Linked DNA regions of Mus musculus: regions 2, 3, 4, 5, 6 and 7 are each linked to region 1. The links are chromatin contacts, called in public Hi-C, promoter capture Hi-C and targeted proximity ligation maps. All regions are on one chromosome and are shown on one strand. The core of a region is the stretch at or near the end of the contact, and the rest is flanking DNA. Distances in the headings are between cores, read along the strand shown. Region 1 holds the start of Sac3d1 (SAC3 domain containing 1). Region 2 holds the start of Stip1 (stress-induced phosphoprotein 1). Region 3 holds the start of Sart1 (squamous cell carcinoma antigen recognized by T cells 1). Region 4 holds the start of 4930481A15Rik (RIKEN cDNA 4930481A15 gene). Region 5 holds the start of Efemp2 (epidermal growth factor-containing fibulin-like extracellular matrix protein 2). Region 6 has its middle 21 kb from the start of Ovol1. Region 7 holds the start of Rnaseh2c (ribonuclease H2, subunit C).

The links. Promoter capture Hi-C pulls out the DNA fragments that hold promoters and counts their contacts. Hi-C and Micro-C count contacts between places; a contact is called where the count stands out from the background. Capture Hi-C pulls out chosen DNA fragments and counts their contacts.
Region 2: a targeted proximity ligation map of pancreatic cancer cells shows a contact between it and region 1.
Region 3: a contact with region 1 is called in a targeted proximity ligation map of pancreatic cancer cells. A contact is called at or near these places in 4 of 39 promoter capture datasets (liver, neutrophils and pre-B cells), 2 of 130 datasets of targeted methods (bone marrow-derived macrophages and pancreatic cancer cells) and 1 of 9 other capture datasets (adipose tissue).
Region 4: a contact with region 1 is called in a targeted proximity ligation map of forebrain, with 4 times the contacts expected there. A contact is called at or near these places in 3 of 39 promoter capture datasets (liver and pre-B cells), 1 of 484 Hi-C or Micro-C datasets (CD4 T cells), 4 of 130 datasets of targeted methods (bone marrow-derived macrophages, forebrain, regulatory T cell precursor and 1 more) and 1 of 9 other capture datasets (liver).
Region 5: a contact with region 1 is called in a promoter capture Hi-C map of liver, with 2.8 times the contacts expected there. A contact is called at or near these places in 7 of 39 promoter capture datasets (the C10 cell line, embryonic stem cells, hippocampal neurons and 3 more), 1 of 484 Hi-C or Micro-C datasets (embryonic stem cells) and 4 of 130 datasets of targeted methods (bone marrow-derived macrophages, embryonic stem cells and pancreatic cancer cells).
Region 6: a Hi-C map of embryonic stem cells shows a contact between it and region 1, with 2.7 times the contacts expected there. A contact is called at or near these places in 2 of 39 promoter capture datasets (both in liver), 1 of 484 Hi-C or Micro-C datasets (embryonic stem cells), 2 of 130 datasets of targeted methods (bone marrow-derived macrophages and embryonic stem cells) and 2 of 9 other capture datasets (adipose tissue and embryonic stem cells).
Region 7: a promoter capture Hi-C map of liver shows a contact between it and region 1, with 2.9 times the contacts expected there. A contact is called at or near these places in 7 of 39 promoter capture datasets (the C10 cell line, cranial neural crest, hippocampal neurons and 3 more), 1 of 484 Hi-C or Micro-C datasets (B cells), 5 of 130 datasets of targeted methods (double positive thymocytes, embryonic stem cells, large pre-B cells and 2 more) and 2 of 9 other capture datasets (adipose tissue and liver).

What each region holds. Positions count from the first base shown.
Region 1 is chr19:6,117,309-6,119,878 of GRCm38.p6, reverse strand. It overlaps Sac3d1 (SAC3 domain containing 1), which reads left to right and starts at 1,293. Exons shown (of 2, transcript NM_133678.3): 1 at 1,293-2,082. The coding sequence starts at 1,293. It overlaps Snx15 (sorting nexin 15), which reads left to right. Exons shown (of 8, transcript NM_026912.2): 8 at 1-480. The coding sequence ends at 16.
Region 2 is chr19:7,038,749-7,041,318 of GRCm38.p6, reverse strand. It overlaps Stip1 (stress-induced phosphoprotein 1), which reads left to right and starts at 1,293. Exons shown (of 14, transcript NM_016737.2): 1 at 1,293-1,439. The coding sequence starts at 1,431.
Region 3 is chr19:5,387,409-5,389,978 of GRCm38.p6, reverse strand. Sart1 (squamous cell carcinoma antigen recognized by T cells 1) reads left to right here and starts at 1,276. Exons shown (of 20, transcript NM_016882.3): 1 at 1,276-1,664. The coding sequence starts at 1,352. It overlaps D330050I16Rik (RIKEN cDNA D330050I16 gene), which reads right to left and starts at 1,643. Exons shown (of 1, transcript NR_033224.1): 1 at 1-1,643.
Region 4 is chr19:5,405,518-5,408,087 of GRCm38.p6, reverse strand. 4930481A15Rik (RIKEN cDNA 4930481A15 gene) reads right to left here and starts at 1,273. Exons shown (of 4, transcript NR_027938.2): 1 at 1,005-1,273.
Region 5 is chr19:5,473,408-5,475,977 of GRCm38.p6, reverse strand. Efemp2 (epidermal growth factor-containing fibulin-like extracellular matrix protein 2) reads right to left here and starts at 1,288. Exons shown (of 11, transcript NM_021474.3): 1 at 1,204-1,288; 2 at 800-917; 3 at 522-570. The coding sequence starts at 910.
Region 6 is chr19:5,537,857-5,540,426 of GRCm38.p6, reverse strand. It overlaps the pseudogene Gm31166. Among named protein-coding and RNA genes, the nearest start is that of Ovol1, 21 kb to the left of the region's middle.
Region 7 is chr19:5,600,585-5,603,154 of GRCm38.p6, reverse strand. It overlaps Rnaseh2c (ribonuclease H2, subunit C), which reads right to left and starts at 1,282. Exons shown (of 4, transcript NM_026616.2): 1 at 1,075-1,282; 2 at 781-962; 3 at 586-705; 4 at 196-331. The coding sequence starts at 1,246. The coding sequence ends at 305. It overlaps Kat5 (K(lysine) acetyltransferase 5), which reads left to right. Exons shown (of 14, transcript NM_178637.2): 14 at 1-141.

The DNA.
Region 1 (2,570 bases), core at 44-2,543:
CACACACTTGCCCTAAGGGGTGGACCCTTCCTGGGATGTCAGCTCCAGCACTGCCAGCCACCCCCACTGCTCTCTTTGGGACCTGGCCGTGCTTCCTGCTCGTATGACTACCAGGGGCCATATCTGTATTAACTGGATCAAGTATAAGAAAAGCAAAGACTTCTCAGCTCTGACCTGCCTGCCTCCTTGGAATTAGACTTGAACTTCTGATCCTGCCTATCTGTTCTATGTGAGTGGCATCTGGGCCCCTAACCTGTCAGTTCACCCATCTAGACCAGAGTCTGTAGCCAGACCTGGCCCACTGCCTTTTTTGTAAGGCCCTTGAGAGCCTTCCTTCCTTTCTCTTTCTTTCCTTTCCTTTCCTTTTCTCTTCTTCTCTTTCTTTCTTTTTTTTTATGGTTGGAAGAAAAAAGATTCTTTGACTAGTGAAAATCTCATAAAATTTAAATACGTGTGAGTAAAACACATGCCTGAACACAACCAGGTCCATTTGCTTATTATTGTCTGTGGTTGAGTTTACATTGTACCAACAGAGTTGAATAAGCGGTGTCTGGCACATCATACCCATTATGTTTATAAGAAGATAAAGAGAGGAGGAATATGTTCCATTGAGGTGCTTCAGCTGGCCCTTGCCAAGGCATCCTATCCCCCTGAGGGACCAGCCAAGCGATGGTAATAGTAGAATTTATTCAGGACATGGGAAGGGGAGTTAAGAGGGTACTAGAGGCAGAGAAAGGCAGAGAGAGGAGGGGGGGAGAGAGAAGTAGAGGAGTAGAGAATTAGAAGCTGGCCATGAGCACAGGGAGGGGGAGGGGCAAGGGACTAGAGCAGGAGCAAGAAGGCAAGAGAGAGGAGGGGGCAAGCAGCCCCTTTTATAATGGGTCAGGCCTACCTGACTGTTGCCAGGTAGCTGTTGGGTGGAGCCTACCTGGTTGTTGTCAGCTAACTGTGAAGTGAAGCTTAGACAGAATGCTAATAATAACTATGAATGAGTGGCCGCGCCTTTAATCCGGGAATTGGAAGGCAAAGAGACAGGCGGATCTCTACTGAGTCAGCCTGGTCTATATAGTGACTTCCAGACCATGCAAAGGTACACAGTTAAAACAAAACGCATAGGGAAACAATGAAGAATGACAGGCACGCAGCACTAGCTGAGTGTGTTAAAGAAATAATAGACACGTACGTAAAGCAGGACTTGCTACTTCGAGAGCCCTAAGAACAAAAAGCTAAACCAACAAATCCCAGCCCTGGGGAGGTGTGGCCTGCGTCGCGGGACTACAAACCGATGCATCATGGGACGATTTAAGGGGGAAAACCGAAGCCAGGCGCGATGGATTATGGGAGGCGTTTCTAAAGGCCGCGGGAGCGGCAAATCGAGAAAGCCGCGGCAGGCTGCGTTTGGCCAGACTGGGGCTCGAGTCTGTCCCTCGAGCCCACGGCAGGATGCAGTGCCGCGCTTCCGCTGGCCCGGCGATGCTGAGTGTGCGTCCTCTACCCACACCCCTACCATGTCCGGCTGCAAACTACCCATGGGCCTGTGCCCAGACATGTGCCCGGCCGCCGAGCGCGCCCGACGCGAGCGCGAGCGCCGCCTGCACCGACTGGAGGTGGAGCCAGGCGGCCGTGGGAACGCTCCCCGAGCCGACCCCAAGCGCACAGTGAAGGAGTACAGCCGGCCGGCAGCGGGCAAACCCCGGCCCCCGCCAAGCCTGCTGCGGCCGCCGCCAGTGCTCTTAGCCACCGTGCGTTATCTGGCCGGTGAGGTGGCTGGCCGCGGCGACGTGTCGTGCGCGGAGGTGGCGAGCTTTGTGGCCGACCGCCTGCGCGCAGTGCGGCTAGATCTGTCGCTGCAGGGCGTGGACGACGCGGACGCAGCGACAGTGCTGGAGGCTGCGCTGGCCACGCTGCTGGCCGTGGTGGCGCGGGTGCGGCCAGAAGAGACGCGCGGAGCCGCGGACCCGGTGCTGCTTCAGACTCAGGTGCAGGAAGGCTTCGGTTCGCTGCGGCGCTGCTACGCGCGGGGCAAAGGCCCCTACCCCCGCCAGGCTGCTTTTCAGGGCCTCTTTCTGCTCTACAACTTGGGTGAGTCGATCCCAGAGAACTAAGTGCGGGGACCCGAGGAGCCTGGGGTGGGGAAGACGCAATTGTAGCAGCAACGGCGAACTATAGCTTGGGAGTACTGTAACTTCCATCCCCCAGCAATAGCTTCTTCTTGGGAAAGTCAGTTGGTAAAAGTCCCGACGTGGGACCTCAGGTCTGACATTCTCAAATTGGCTGTTTTCTACATAGTAGAGGTGGAAGGAGGTAGGATAGTACTGAGAGAGTTGACCTAGAAAGCGCTTTCCAAACTTATAAGAACTGCTCCGTGGGCTGGCCCATAAACATATCTAACAGGAGGTGCTAAAAGATTCCCTTCTATGGGTGATTTAATTATAGGAAAGTCCAGTGGGCGTGGTAACAGGCGCCTTGTATGGGAACACTTTGGAGGCAGAGGCAGGCAGATTCTTTGATGATTTTATATGTGGAGACAATATATTTGTATCATACATGCACACAGTGACTCTTTGTTT
Region 2 (2,570 bases), core at 44-2,543, 920 kb before region 1:
GTATACATGCCTTTTGTAATTAAAAAAAAAAAAAAAAAAAAAAAACAACCAAAAAACCTAACCTTTGTATTTTCTTTTTGTCAAACAGAAGGTTGGAGGCTCATGGGTAGAGGGCTTGTGTAGCACAGACAAGACCTTTGTTTCTATCTCCAGTCACCCAAAAAGTACTCTTGCCACATTTGGCTCACACCTGTAATTTCAGCACTCTGCCTCTTCCCTCTCCCTCTCTCTTGAGACAGGGTCTCACTATATAGTTCTGGTATGGATAGCTCTGGCTGTCCTGGACCTCACTATGTAGATCAGGCTAGCTTAAGAGATACACCTGCCTCTGCTTCCTGCGTGCTGTATGCCACCACCGCTCATTTCCTCCGATCTTAAGTGAGGCAGGAGAAAGAACTAGGTAGGCATAAGTGAACAGATAAGGGGTAACCGGATGGAGAGGGTATGCATTGGTGCTACTGGCACAGACATGGCACCGCACAGCCCACGTTCCTTATACAAATCCTGTCCAGACCCCTGATCATCAGTCTCTGTCGTTCCATAAGCTACACGCTAAGCCTGCAACCCAAGTAGCATTTCTGCTGGCAGGCCATGGTGACCAAAGCTTGCAGCTGAGTTCAGAGAGTAAGGGCCAAGCAGCCGGTCCGCCAGGACACTGCCGGAAAAGCGGAGGCCTGTCGTGGCCCGCAGCATTTTGGGAACATTCAACGCAGGCCCGTCATAGCCCGCAATATTTTGGGTACATTCCGGGCCTAATAGTCAGGATGCGAGGAAGCGCGGGCCAACAGTCTCAGACTCAGGGAAAACAGCTTGTAACGCTGTAGTTAAAGCCTAGGCGACACCGGGCCAGATGCTCGACTCCCCACGAACCACCAGCCAGCCGAGCACCCCCTTACAGGGCAGCGGCATAAACCAATCAGCGCCAGGAATGGCCAAATTTTTTTTTTTCCCCACCCATCCACCCAATTGAATGTTTCCTCTGAAAGGCGGTTCCGTCTAGGAGTCCTTCAGCCCAATGAGAGTTGTGGAAATTTCCAGAAAGAACAGGACCAATGGGTGCGGCCAGGCCAGCTACAATTGACGGACTAACCAACCAATCCGTGTCGTCAAGACCCGCTCCTCCCTCAGTTAGCCTAGCCCTGAAATAGGCGGGACTTGCCGCGGAGTGTCCAATCCGGAGGTGCAGAGGAGGCAGGGCTGAAGAGAAGACCCGTAAAAAACCAATGAAAGAGAAGTCACGATGATTGACTGAACTTTAAGCCTATAAAAGGGGCGAGCAGAGCCTCCTGGACGTGTTCAACCAGTGAGCAGGCGAGGAAGGGGCGGTAACCTGGGGGTCCCGGCAGCTTCTAGTAGGTTCCAGAAGGCGGCGCGTGCGGTTGGGAACGCGGAGCGGACGAATTCGATTCAACGGGGTTCCGGGCCAGGCTATGGAGCAGGTGAAGGGGGAGGGGCGGCCGGGGCCCCGGGGCAGCGCAGGCCTGTTGGCGGGGAGAAGCGAGTGGTTGGGGGGCCGGGTCGGGCGGCCGAGGCGCGGGCGTGAGAGCCGCGGTCGGGCGTGTGAGGGGAGAATGGCGAGCGCCCGTCGCCCCCGCGACCCGCCGAGTGGAGCGGGAACAGGCCTGGCCGCGGCCGGGCCCCGAAGCTTCTGGGGGCCGGGCCTCCTCAGCGCGGAGAGGCCCCTGTCGGCCGCTGCGAACTTGGAGGGATCCGGTGACCGATCACCCCAGCAGCCTTCGGGGTACACGGCATCTGTGTGCGCCCGGGAAAAGGACCCGCGCGACTGCAGAGAAGGCGGGCGCGGACAGTGTCACCAGGGCTCCCTGAGGCATACATATGTCGCCCCTCCCCCCACTTTTCGTAGTGACTGTGGGGTGACTGAGTATCCGACCCTTGGAAATTCCGTTCCCGATTACACAGGATTTAGTGGTTTTAGACAGTTGTGAGCCGATAGTGAGGAGCTAGAAGTCCCTGTCTCTACCGCTCAGCATCTGATCTGGGGCACAGAGGGAAACCTGCCGTCCTTACCTTGGTGATTTAGCTCAGGCTACAGTGGCCTGCATCTGAGGCCTGGAGAGGTTTTGTTACCTTGGAAGCTGTCATTGAACCGTTGTGATTCATCCAAACACACACATACAAAAAGAGCACAGCTTACTACTACTTTTACTGTGATGTATAAAGTAAAACCTTTTGTTCTGGAATAGTCACTGTGAGGGACCGTGGGGCCTCTCACCTTGTTAATAAGACTAAATGGAGAGGTTAATCAACTTTCTGTACCCTTGGAGTAATTAAACTGTAACTGCAGTACGGACAAGAGAGACGCTTTTTTGGTATGAGTAACACCTTGCTCTGTTACAACAAAAAGAGGTTGTTTTTCATTATCATTCATTCATTCATTGTGTGGCACTAGGGATCAAACACAGGGCCTGAATTTAGAGCTATGGTCTACCCCGTCCATCCTCCCCACCCTCCTCAGTGGGGAAAAATCCTGCCAGCCATTATACAAGTGTGCAAGTGTTCCTGTGGACTGCAAACTTACAGTAAGATGACAAATTTGAGCGTTGGGCTTA
Region 3 (2,570 bases), core at 27-2,526, 730 kb after region 1:
GGTTGAGCTGTTTCCCCCACGCCCTGGAAACCCAGGCTACACCTCATTCTCAACAAGCCGTCTCTCTACTGAGGCGTGGGGCACCGGAAAGGAATCCGCTGAGACTTTGCCATGCTTTCCCCAACATGCCAGGGGACCTAGAAATCTTAGTGAACAGGACCCTGCCTCTGAAGGCGCTCAGTCTCGGGGTGGACCTTCAAAGGTGCCCATCCCCCACACCAAACCACACCAGCGAGGTGCTACACCGGAAGTCCAGAGAGGAGCAACGACTATCAGATGGGAGTGTGTGAACCCTTAACTTAAACCCTTAACCCTTTACTCAACCCAAAACAAAGCAACCAAACTAAACAAACAATCAAACAAACAGAAACCCAGGAAAAGTCGAGAAAAGCATGTAATCCCAGCCTGGGCTACATAGTTAACAGGCTAGACAGAACGGGAAAAACAAAAAAAGGAGGGAAAGCATATACATGCACAAATGTGCCGAATTTGCACTCAAGCCTGGAGTGGCCATGCACACGAGAGGCTGACAGAGGGACTGTGGTGGGTTTGAAGACAGCCAGGGGTAAGTAACAAGTACTAGACCTACCTTTACAAAAAAAGAAAACTAGAAACAAACCATCACTCAGTATCACCAGGTTTATAGGCACAAATTCAAAGAGCACTCCAAAGCCTAGTTAAAAAGGTCCAATCCAGCTGGGCGGTGGTGGCGCACGCCTTTAATCCCAGCACCTGGGAGGCAGAGGCAGGCGGATTTCTGAGTTCGAGGCCAGCCTGGTCTACAGAGTGAGTTCCAGGACAGAGAAAACCCCTGTCTAAAAAATAATAATAAAACGGTCCAATCCATCAGTCTAGGGGACATAGGATGACGGTAGCGTTCGCTAAAAGAAAGAGTATTTTCCAACTCTGGATGGAGCCCCGGCACTAGGGAGCTTGCTTGGACAGTCACTGGAGAGGGGGCTGCCCACAGAGAGACTTGAGGCACAGAGCACCACGAAGCGATCAGAGTGGAAGGGGAAGGAGGCAGGGGAAACTTCTAGCTCCGGAGATGATGACCCAGTACCATGCTAAAGTTCTTACGGCTCTACGACTACCATCTTAGATGGCGCGAGAGGGTGGACGGCGCAGTCTCTACAGGTGCGCGTGCGCAGAGACCAGTAGCTGGCAGGCGGGACCGCGCACCCTCAATCAGTCCCTCCCGTGAGCCTTTGGAGGTTCCCAGGCAGGCCCCGGAAACAGCCCCTCTTAGTTTCCGGCAACAGGAACGGGGCGGTCGCGCGACCCGGAAGCGTTCCCATTTCGCGTCGTCTGGGCTAGGGTAGCGGCCCGGCTCCAGGCGGACGCAATAATCATGGGGTCGTCAAAGAAGCACCGTGGCGAGAAGGAGGCGGCCGGGACGACGGCTGCGGCCGGGACTGGGGGCACGACCGAGCAGCCGCCACGGCATCGCGAGCATAAGAAACACAAGCACCGGAGCAGCGGCGGCGGCAGCAGCGGCGGCGAACGACGGAAGCGGAGCCGGGAGCGTGGGAGTGAGCGCGGGAGCGGGCGGCGTGGGGCGGAAGCCGAGGCCCGCAGCGGCGCGCACGGTCGCGAACGAAGCCAAGCGGAGCCCTCGGAGCGGCGCGTGAAGCGGGAGAAACGCGATGACGGCTACGAGGCCGGTGAGGGCGGGGCCCGGGGGCGGGGCAGGGTCTTGGGATGCCCAGGACGGAGGGTACGGGAGGACCTCGAGGGCCATCTGCCTCTCGGGTTAAAGACGTCCTCCGGGTGTTTGGGGTTAAACGTTGACGTCTCCACGTTAAGCTTTAAGAAGACAGGAGTCTTCCTGCCTTCCCTGTCTTCCTGGCACTTCACAGCAATGCATTGGGTGGGTGAATGAGGTGGGACGAGCGTGTACAGACAATCGACCAATAGCTCATAGCGGAGACATGAAGCAGTAAGATAGGCTTGGGTCTGAACCAGCGCTGTAAGCCCTGTTGAGAAGTTTGGGCTTTGTTATGAGGATGGTAGGGAGCCAAGGATTTGAGTAAGCAAGTGACTTGAATTGCATGATATTTTATGAAGATCAGTGGGTTGAGAGCTTGTCAAACGTAGGACCAGAGATCAAGAGATCGGGAGGGAGGTCCAAGCAACCAGGTGAGGGCTAATAGTATGCATGTTTCTCTATGCAGCGGGCCGGAGAGAAGTGGACAGATTGAATAGGAATTCGGTCTGATTGGCCTGGTGAATGGAGGTGTCATCTGTTGGAACTGAGTTTAGAAGAGAAGCAGATTTGAGGCAGGGGAGAATGACACAGTTTTGGGAGAACTTTATGTTTGGTGTATATGGGAAACCTTACAGTTTAAGTGAGATAGAGTGACTTTGGGCTGGTGTGTATTCAGGAAACCAAAGAAGTGCCTTAGAACATGTGGAATGAGAACGAGAGTCAGGCATAGAACCTGCTAAATTCCAGTAGTTCAGTTGTGGGCAGAGGAACATGTTGAGGAGCATAAATAGTAGCCAGTGGCAGGAACCCACAGTCTGCCCATAGGATCTATGCAAAGAGAGCATTGCTGAAGTGTGATCCA
Region 4 (2,570 bases), core at 24-2,523, 710 kb after region 1:
GCTGCAGAGTAAGATAGTGGAGGTGACCCCCCTAAAACATAAAATAGGGGATAGTGAGGTGACTCAATGGGGAAAGTGCTCTCTGTGCAAGCCGGATGACATGAGTTCAATTCCCAGAACCCACATGAAAGTGGCAAGAGAGAACAAAGTTGACTTCTGACCCCACATACATGCTGTGGCAGTAGCCACCCCCTTCCTATCATGCACACACAATAACAATAAAAATAAATAGAACAAATGAATGAGTGATTTAAAATAAAGTGACTGGTTTTACGTCACCGTCAGATCTCTGAGCTTGACTCACTCTTACTTTGTGTTCGCCTCTCTGAACTTGATTTAGAACAACACAGTTGCTGCTCTCCTGGCCAGTGGAGCCCCTACCATCGAGCACAGAGGGAAGCGTCCTTCCTATCCTCACCCTCTACTCCAAACTCCTGCTCTCCTATTGTAAAGGGATGGGAGGAGAACGGTGGTAAAGGAGGAGTGGGCATGACTGGCTCCTCCAGGTGCTGGATAAAGCTACTCCAGCAAGATAAAGCTACTCCAGCAGGAAGAGATGCTCAGCAGATGGGAGAGTGTACCACAGATGGGAGAGTGTACCACAGATGGGAGAGTGTACCACAGATGGGAGAGTGTACCACAGATGGGAGAGTGTACCACAGATGGGAGAGTGTACCACAGAGGGTTCAGCTTCCAGGTCCCACATAGCGGCTCATAACGATCTGTAACTTCAGTTTCAGTGACCAGCGCCCTCTTCTGGACTCTCTGGGCATGTGGGGCACGGACATACACGCAAGCAAAACATCCTTACACATTTAAAGAGTTTAAACTACAAAAGCTGTTCTTATCTGTGGGTGCTGCCTGTGTTTTCTGGGACACCTTTCCAGATCGACCCCAACTTCAGCAAATGGTAGCCCCTATGTTTCGATGGCTCTGATTTTCTTCCCTCTGGCACACGCAGACCCATTCTATGGGGGCTCCCCTCACAGGATCCGTTTTTTTACCTTAGGGTTAGTCAGTCTCCACTGCCAGGCCATACGCTTGCTGGAGGTCACGGCACTACTGACGCCCTGGGCCACCACAACACCAGTGAGCCTCTTGAGCTTTCTTAGAGCACTTAGTACCAGATTTAGAATTAGAAGACAATTCACCAGTCAGGCGTGTGGTGCAGGCCTTTAGTCCCAGCACCCAGCAGGGGCAGGTGGATCTTTGAGTTTGAAGCCAGCCTGGTCTACAGAGTGAGTTCCAGTCCAGTCAAGGTTACATGTTGGGAGCCGCCCCCACATTCGCCGTCACAAGATGGCGCTGACATCCTGTGTTCTAAGTGGTAAACAAATAATCTGCGCATGTGCCAAGGGTATTTTACGACTACTTGTACTCTGCCTTTCCCGTGAACGTCAGCTCGGCCATGGGCTGCAGCCAATCAGGGAGTGATGCGTCCTAAGCGAAGGATAACTCCTCCTTAAAGGGGACGGGGTTTCGGCCATTCTCTCTTGCTCTGCGCGCCCGGCGCTCTGGCTCCTAAAGATGTAAACAATAGAGCGCGCTCTGCGCTTTGGCGCGCCGGAGCTCTGGCTCCTAAAGATGTAAGATTGGGGTGGCTTTCGCTTTTGGGGCTGGGGGTTTGCGCTCCTGGCTCCTGAAGATGTAAGCAATAAAGTTTTGCCGCAGAAGATTCTGGTTTGTTGTGTTCTTTCCTGGCCGGTCGTGAGAACGCGAATAAGAGTTACACAGTGAAATCATGTCTTGAAAAAAAAAACAAACATAAAAAAGGAGGAGGAGGAGGAGGAGGAGGAAGAGGAGGAGGACAGGAAGAGGGAAAGAAGACAGTTTAGTAGCTTCAGGTTTGAGATCTCAGCAGGATACCAGCTGTTTCCAAACTGATGTCATTACCAACTCACTCTCTCAAAATTTACCCTAGAGGCTGGCAAGACACCTCAGCGGGTAAAGGAGCCACGAAACATAACGTCAACCTAAGCTTGACAGCTGAGACTCACACGGCAGAAGGGGAGAACTGACTATAAGTTATCCTCCCAGTGGTCACATGCATCCCAGACCACACACCCCAGCCTATCCACAAATAGATAAATAAGTGTAAAAGTCTAAGAAATCTACCCTTGCACCGGGAGCACGTTTCAGGAGGCAGGGTGCGTGCCTGGGATGCAAGAAGCCTTGAGTTAAGGGTCCAGCACCAAATAAACCAGGCACAGTGGCGAGCACTGTAATCTCCACGCTAGGGAGGTGGAGGCAGGAGGATCAGAAGTTGAAGTTTATCCTTGTCTGTATAGCAAGTTCAAAGCTAGCCTGGGCTACATTAGACTCTTTCTTAGATAGATAGATAGATAGATAGATAGATAGATAGATAGATAGATAGATAGATAGAATCCAATTTGAATCCATTCATACTTCTGACAAGGATGAGGGTCAAAAGTGGCAGAGTGTGGATCAGGCTGGGGCTGGAGAGACAGCTCAGAGGATAAGAGCACTGGCTGCTCTTCCAGAGGATTTCGGTTGGGTTCCCAGCACCCACATGGAGGCTCACAACTGTAACTCCTTTCCAGATCCAGTGT
Region 5 (2,570 bases), core at 39-2,538, 640 kb after region 1:
AGCTGAGCAACAGAGCAAGACTTTCTCTCTGCTAGGCAAACTAAGGCTGCTGACCCAGAAGCCCTGCCAGGGATTGGCAGGACTGGGAGTGGGGCCCCCTGTTTCACACTGGTATCTCCATTCTCCTGCCTCCTCAAATCCCTGCCTCTACCTTTGCCCAAGAGAAATTTTGCGGGCCTGCCGACCCACGGGGCATGCACGGCTCTCCCAGGCTGCATTGGGATAAAGAGCTGGGCTAGGCAGGTACAGTGCAGTCCAGGGAAGGTGTGCGTATTTCCTTCTCTCTGGGCAATAGCCAGGTGCTCCCTTCCCTCCTGCAGGATAGAGGCCGTTTGTCCAGCTTCTTGAAGGGGCAGGGCTCCTAACTGAGTGGCACAAGGGAAGCATGGCTGGCTACCAAGCTGGACAGGGAAAAGGGCCATCAAGTTCCTGCAGCAGCTCTGGGAGGTAAGGTATCCCTGGGAAACAACAACCCCCTTCCCAGTTCCTGAAGATGGCTAGTACCCCAGACAGAGACTCACCCCGGCAGTGCTGGCTGTCTGCATCCCACTCATAGCCATCTGTGCATTCCTGGAAGGGAACCCGATGTGGCCAGTGACCACCCTGGCTGTCTCCACCAACTAGCCAGGCCAAGACCAGGGCCAGAGTTCAGAGTCATGCTCGGGTCAGCTCCACACAATGGCCTCCAGCTTTCCACCAACCAAGCCGGGGAGAATCTTGCCCAGAAGCAGCCTCCCCAGGATCCTGATCTCACTGTCCTTCCCATCCCATCCCAAGCTGGTGACCCCACGGTCCCCACCGTGTAGCTGTCCGGCTCCTCGGGATCCTGTGGGGACGCTGCTCCCAAGAGCAACAGCAGAAACGCCCAGAGCAGCAAAGACCCGGGGAGGCAGGAGGCAAAAGGGAGCATCCTGAGGCTGGGAGGTGGTGGGCAGAAGTCAGGGGTTTCTGCCACAGCACCCCCCATTCCCTCTATCTGGAAGGGGAGCCTGGGTCCCAGCTGTCTCGTCTCAGGACTGTGCTGAGGCTGGAACCTTCCAGGGCTGGGGACAGAATCCTTTCGCAGGCCTATGGCCCAGGCCCGCAATCCCGGACCGCCCCGCCCCCGCCCCGCGAGTCGTGAAGCGCAGGCCTCCCCGCTCCGCGCAGCACCGACTCGGCCGCCAAACGGCCCGCGCCCTCCCTCCGCTGGAGGCCACTCACGCGTCGACTCCAGCAGTGCCTGCGGGCGGGCGGACGGACGGACGGACCGCGCAGCTCACTGGACGCGCGGCCCCAGGAAGCGCCCCCCGCCCGCCCGCCGGCCGCGGCCCACCCCGGCGCCTCCGCCCGCCCTTCGGCGGATTCCTGAGCCCGCGCCAGGGGGAGGGACCCCGACCCCCCGGCTTCTCCGCCCCGGCCGGCCACAGGCCCCCACCCGGTCCCCCGCGGCGCTGCCTGGAGTCGCCTGCGGACGCCCAGCCAGAGTTTCCCAAAGTTTGGATCCTTAGGCCACTGACCTTGATGCTTGGCCCCCAAACTCACCTAAGGACCCCGGGCCTTCACTCAAAATGTTATTCTGCCCACCTAGACCCTATCTAACCTGTGCCTCCGGAATCCCATGCTGTGCATTCGCACCTCCGTGTAACCCGATTCTGCGCCTCCCAGAACCTACTAGGCATTTAATCCTCAGAGCTTCAAATTCTACTCCTTTCAGAATTTTATCCAGTGTTAAACCATCATCACTTAGATGATCCTAAAACTTCATCCAAGGTTTCCAGACCCTCGTCCAACTTAATTAATTGTCCAAATTAATTGTCCAATTCCCTCTGCATCCACATCCACGGCCTCCAGGTGGTCTCTTTACTTGGGGTACTGCTTCCCCAAGCCGTGCCAGCGCAAAACTACAGTAGTATGGGGGAGAGGGCAGCAGTATTCTTGGCTCGAAATGAATGGAAGCCCCTGGGAAGGCGGGCAAGCTTGAACTTGGGCGCGGAGGACACTAGGGCCCAGTGCCAGCCCTTTCCCGAGCCTCTTCCCATCCAAGTCCCCCACCCAGTTTCCGCCTCCGCCCCCAGCGGAGATCATGCCTTGGAGGCGGAGTCTGGGTGCCTCCAGCGCCCAGGAAGGGGTGAATGGGCGGGACTTCGCGTTGCCCACGTCTCAAGGCGGGCCTAGACGGGAAAGGGTTGCGTGTCCAGGGTTCCCGTGCCTGGCCCAGACCGCTAGCGGCAATAACCAGGTCTTCCTTAACTTTCCCTTACCCAACCTCTTTCCATCTTGTTTGTTTGTTTGTTTTTGTTTTGTCATTTTGAGACAGGGTCTCACATTGTGTAACTCTGACTGTTCTGGAACTCACTAAGTAGATGAGGCCTCGAACTCACAAAGATCCGCCTGTTTCTGCCTCCTAGGCTCTGGGATGAAAGGTGTACACTACCATGCTCCGCTCTGCCTTGACGTTTAAAAAAAAAAATCTGCTTCATTTCATTTAACTGTCTGAGTGGTAATGTATGTGGTATATTCGTGTGTACCTATTCACCTTATGTTTTAAGACAGGGTTTGTCGCTGGAAATTACTAATTTAGCTAGATT
Region 6 (2,570 bases), core at 32-2,531, 580 kb after region 1:
AACTAAAGAGATTCTATTTTTATATAAGTCTGGCAAGGAAGACAAGCAAGCAGGTGAGGTCACGTTTCCGGGAGCCCCGGGAAGCTTGGGCGTGCTGGCCGTGAGGGACGGTTTCTCCACATAGAGTTCAAGCAAATTCTTGGATCTCCAGGTCCAAAATAATATAAAACAAGCAGCTTATCCTGACAAGCTCAAGAGACAGTGATCGGCAGCCTTGAGGAAAGAATGTTGAAGGCCCCATGAGACATCCCGACGAGCCATGTACTGAGCACAGAAGAAGGAAACAAGACAACCCGCAAAGACCCGTGGCCTCCTCCCCCACTTGTTTACTGATGCTTTGGCAAAATGCTTGGGGCCTGAGTTGGGTGGACCAAGGATGCCAAGGCTTGTCATCTAAGGAGCCTGGGAGAGGCTGGGCGGTGATTCCAGTTGGATGGGTCCCCACCCTGCACGAGGCAGGAAGGCAAGCTCATGAATCATAAGCCCCTCTTGTCCAGAGCCGCTCGCTCACGGAGTTCTGACGGATCACTCTCAGCTTCCGTGGCACGGTCCTGAACAGCCTTCTAAAGTCCTGCTGACCTCAGACCACCTAACTGAAATGGATTTACCACAGCCAGCTGGCTCTGCCTTGGCCAGACTCTTAACTGTGGCGCTTTTAAATGAGAAGCATGAGCTGCGACTCGGTTACCTTTGAACTTGGAGTTGTGTATTTATTTCTCTTTAGAATGTCTCCCTGTAGGCCTCGCATCTCTGCCTCCTGCATGCTCAGATTAGACGCATGTGTTACCACGTCTAGCATCAACCAACCTTCCTTTTACCTTTGGCTCTTTCAATGATGCCCCATCCACCTTTTCCTAGTTGGGAATTCTTGTAGTCATTCCTCTCCTACCTCCTCAGTTTCCCCACCTCAAATCTCTTCTCCCTCCTCTCTTTCCAACCTGCGCCCCCCATGCTCTTCCTGCCTGGCACCTGCAACCCAAGGCCTTCTCATGACAGCTACTGTGAGTTCAAGCGCAGGGAACATCTTGTAGGGTGAAGAGCTACCCATCCTTTTTTGTCTGGGGCCACCAAGGCTGAGTATCCAAGCCCCCCTACTCCTCCCTCCATTTCCCAGTTCACCCAGCGAGGCTACACTTTTCTCCCAGTTTTCCTGCCAGGTCCCCCTCTCCCCCAAAGCTCTCTCTCTCCTGTGGGAGTCCTGGGGTTTATCTACCCCTTGCTGGTGCTGACATGCCCTAGACTGAAGGCGCGCTCTGCAGCGGGCGAGCTCAGCAGCACAGGGTGCTGCTGTCAAAGGAGGCAGCAAGGATCCGCTCTGCTTGCCTGGGTTCTTCTGGCTCAGTTGCTGCCTCTCTGTTCCAGGCAATCCTGTTTACCTCCCCCATAGCCAATGGCCTGTGAAGACCTGGGCAGAATGGGAGTTCTTCCTGTCTCTTTTGTGCCTTAGAACCCTTCCCACTATGTTTTCTTTCTAATCCAAATCTCATTTCGAAATCTCCTGCCAGAGGGGTTTCCCAGCCCCTCCCAGTTTTGACTCAACCTGCTGATCACAGCACTTCTGAATGAAGAACAGAGACCTCAGGTGGGATTGGCTTGCCACCGGGCCCTGGGGACACTCCTGTGTACACCGCTCACCCTACCAGCAGCACCCAGCCTTATTCTCTACCTCCTGTTCTAAGAAGGAAAACCAGGTAGGTTTGAGCAAAGACTAAGGACTGGCTGGACAGCAGACAGCAAGCTGGCCATATTCCTGTCCTGGAGCTGCAGCTTCAGGCTGGGTCTGCACCAGGGACCCAGGAAGTGACCAGATCCTTCGTCTTCCCCACAACGTCTAGTGACAGCAGTTCTGCCTTTTAGTTCCCACCTGTGGCTCCACAGGTTAGCTTTTTAGACCCACCCACCCCTGCACCCCCTAGCCCTCCCCCCAGCATTGCCTAGTCTAGAGTGAATACAAACGTGGCCTGTCTTTCATGGGCTGCCTGCCCTGTAGCTGAGGGCCTTGCTCATTCTCCACAGAGATGACCCTGGGGGCGCCTGGAGGGTTAGCGTATCACCTCCTTATGCTAGCTTTATAGCGCAAGGTTCCGCTCACAACTCTTTCCCAAGAACAGTTTTGGCACCTAAAGGAACGCTGTGTTCCCGTGGTGTTGGTTTGATGAAATTAAACAGTGAGTCTTTTCCACTCCCGGCTCCAGAGTTACTGTTGTCTTTCTGATCTGCTCTCCCTCATGCCACTGCCAGACTCCTCTCATCTGAGTGAGTTCTCTCAGACTTCTGGGAATCTCAGCCTCTCCCAGGAATGCCTCCTCTCCACACTCCTGTCTTAAAATGTCTTTGTCCTCAAGGCTCTGCTGTGAATAATCGGCATGGACAAATGGCTCTTCTACACTTAAGCCAACATATGCCTCATACAAAATCCAACTCCATGCCAGGCTGGTGGCTCCTTAGAAGGCTGAGGCAGGAGGATCACAAGTTCAAGCCTACCTGGATTACAGAGTGAAACTGAGGCCACCCAGAGTAAACTGTTAACGCCCAGCCAAAAACAGAGAGAGGTGGGCGTTGGAGGCTCT
Region 7 (2,570 bases), core at 33-2,532, 520 kb after region 1:
AGATGGGTGGGGAGCATTCTGTACAGGACCGGTGATTGTAAAAATTTCTTTTATAAAGGAGGAGCTGGAGGGTGGGGTGGGCGCTGGTTGCAAAGTTCTGGCCCCTCTTGCCCCCAGAAATAAATTGTTTATATAGGCAGAGCTATCAGGAGTTCTTACCAAACTGGGTGCCATGTAATGGCAGCTTCAGGGTGCTAAGGTGCCCACAGACTCAGGCATTGTGAAGATCTCATTTATTGGGATAGAAACAGTCGCTCCAAGTGGTGAGAAGGGATCTGTGACTGTCATTCTCATGATCTGGTTCTCAGTCCTCAGGGACCTGGGCGTGAATCTGCAACAGGAGTCACTTCTACTTTGTGACTTATAATACACAGCAGTTGGGTGGGGACCCAGCTGCTCAGGGTGATAGCCTCGTCTAAGAGAAAAGTGGGGAATGCCCCCCACCACTGGGAGTTTGGGCCTCCGGAGCCATGATCCCCGTGGTGTTTATTGCCCTAAAGCCCCCAAATCACTAGAGACACTATTCAAATCGGATAGAAGGACTGACCAAGTCTGAGGAGGAAAAGGGCTCCTGAGTATACGTACCGCTGCTGCGAGGCTGGGCCAACCTAGGGCCCTATGCACTTTGGCATCTGGACCCGGGACCGTTTCCAGACCCCACAAGGTGAAATGGCTGAAGCTGCCGGTGGCCCCGATAAGGCGGTCCTGGAAAAGGCCGGGTTGAGACTCGGGACAGCAGCTACTGCCCTCACCCCAAACCTACCATCTCCCTTTGCTCACGAAGTCCCGCTCCAGCGGCTCCTGCGCCTCGTCCGCTTTGTCCTCCGCGTCCCCGGAGAAGTTCAGTTTCCCTATCAACCCCTCTCCCTTCTCCTCCGTCACCATCACGAATCCCGCAAACCCTGGCGGCACAGCTACCTCCTCGCCCCGCAGGCCGCGACCGCGAAACGACGCCTGTAGCCCTGCAGGAGGGACATGCAAAGCCATCAGGCCAGCCTGGCCACGGGAGGATGTACGGGTGGCGTCTGCCGCGGGCCACGAAGCCCGAGAGCCGCGGGGCCTGCTCGGACTCACCGTCTGCATCGTGGCGGACGGCGGGCGTGAAGAAGCGATCTACCGGGGCCGGCCGGCTGACTAGAACGTCGCAGGGCAGGAGGTGCAGCTTAGCCGGTGCGGCACCACGCAGCGAGCCAGGGCGCAGGTGAATACGCTGTTTCCCGTCTGCCGCTTCCTCCGGGTTCTTCATCTCAGAAGCTTGTAAGGTTCAGGCAAAAGCTGGCGGGTGAGGAACGCAGGGCCTGTCGGGAGACCGAGCACACTAGATGCAGAGCCTTATGGGAAACGTAGTCTTTTCTCTGGCTGTTCTCTGTAAGCACCTGCCTTCCTGTGCTCAAGTCTTTATGTGTGATCTCATTCTTGTGCCTCCACTTCCCAGTGCTGGGGTTTAGCTTGCGCCACCGTGCCCACCCAGCCCTAATATTTTTATGGTTTTTGTCGTTTGAAAGCAAGCAAACAACAACAAAAAACTGAACGGATTCCTAGAAGAGTCCTATTTAAATAGGTTGTCTGACAAACTATTTTTGGTGGTGATGAGGATTGGACTCAGGGCCTTGGACATATTAAGCACGTGCTCTAGGACTACCATCCTGTAGGGAAAAAAGGCCAAAGAAAGAACACCCGACCCCTGACTTGACTCTAAAACCAGTGTAAATGTTACAGCTCTGAGGAGAAAGGTATCCTGGCAGTTGGGAGCCAAAAATACTACGAAATCACATCCTACAACAAACCTCACATAAGAGAGTTATTGGAAAAGAGACAGGAGGGAAGGCGGCTGTCTCTGCTCAGAAGCAGCAAAGAACGGAGCAGGAGGGTTTTGGAGATGGGGCAGAACTATCCAGAGTGCTCTGAGAATGGAAGGATTTTGCAACCTGATGTTGGGGCAGCTCAGGGACTGATGCAATCTGTGGCTTCATCTTGGGTGGGTTTTGTTGTTTTGTTTTTTCTTTTCTTTGTTTGTTCGTTTGTTTGAGATAGGGTTTCTCTGTGTAGCCCTGGTTGTCCTGGAACTCACTCTGTAGACCTGGCTGGCCTTGAACTCAGAAATCCGCCTGCCTCTGCCTCTCCTGTGCTGGGATCAAAGGCCTGCGCCACTATGCCTGGCTTGTTTTGTTTTGTTTTGTTTTGTTTTGTTTTGTTTTGTTTTTTCCTTAAGGCAGGGCCTGGTTAATTTCCAGTGGGGCTGGACATAATGATTAGAGAAGTCTTGAGGGCAGGGCCTGGCTGCTCAAACCTCAAGGGAAACACACTGCCCCTGGCCTGTCTCCATGCCTTAAGACTTGGAGATTCCAGCAAATAATATTTCACTGTTGGTCTCCAAGTAATCCTTCCAGCTGCGCTGTATTTCCCACCAGCTCACACTGCACATGCCCCACCAGCTCACACTGCACATGCCCCACCAGCTCACTGCACATGCCCCACCAGCTCACTGCACATGCCCCACCAGCTCACTGCACATGTCCTACCAGCTCACACTGCACATGTCCTACCAGCTCACTGCATATGCCCCACCA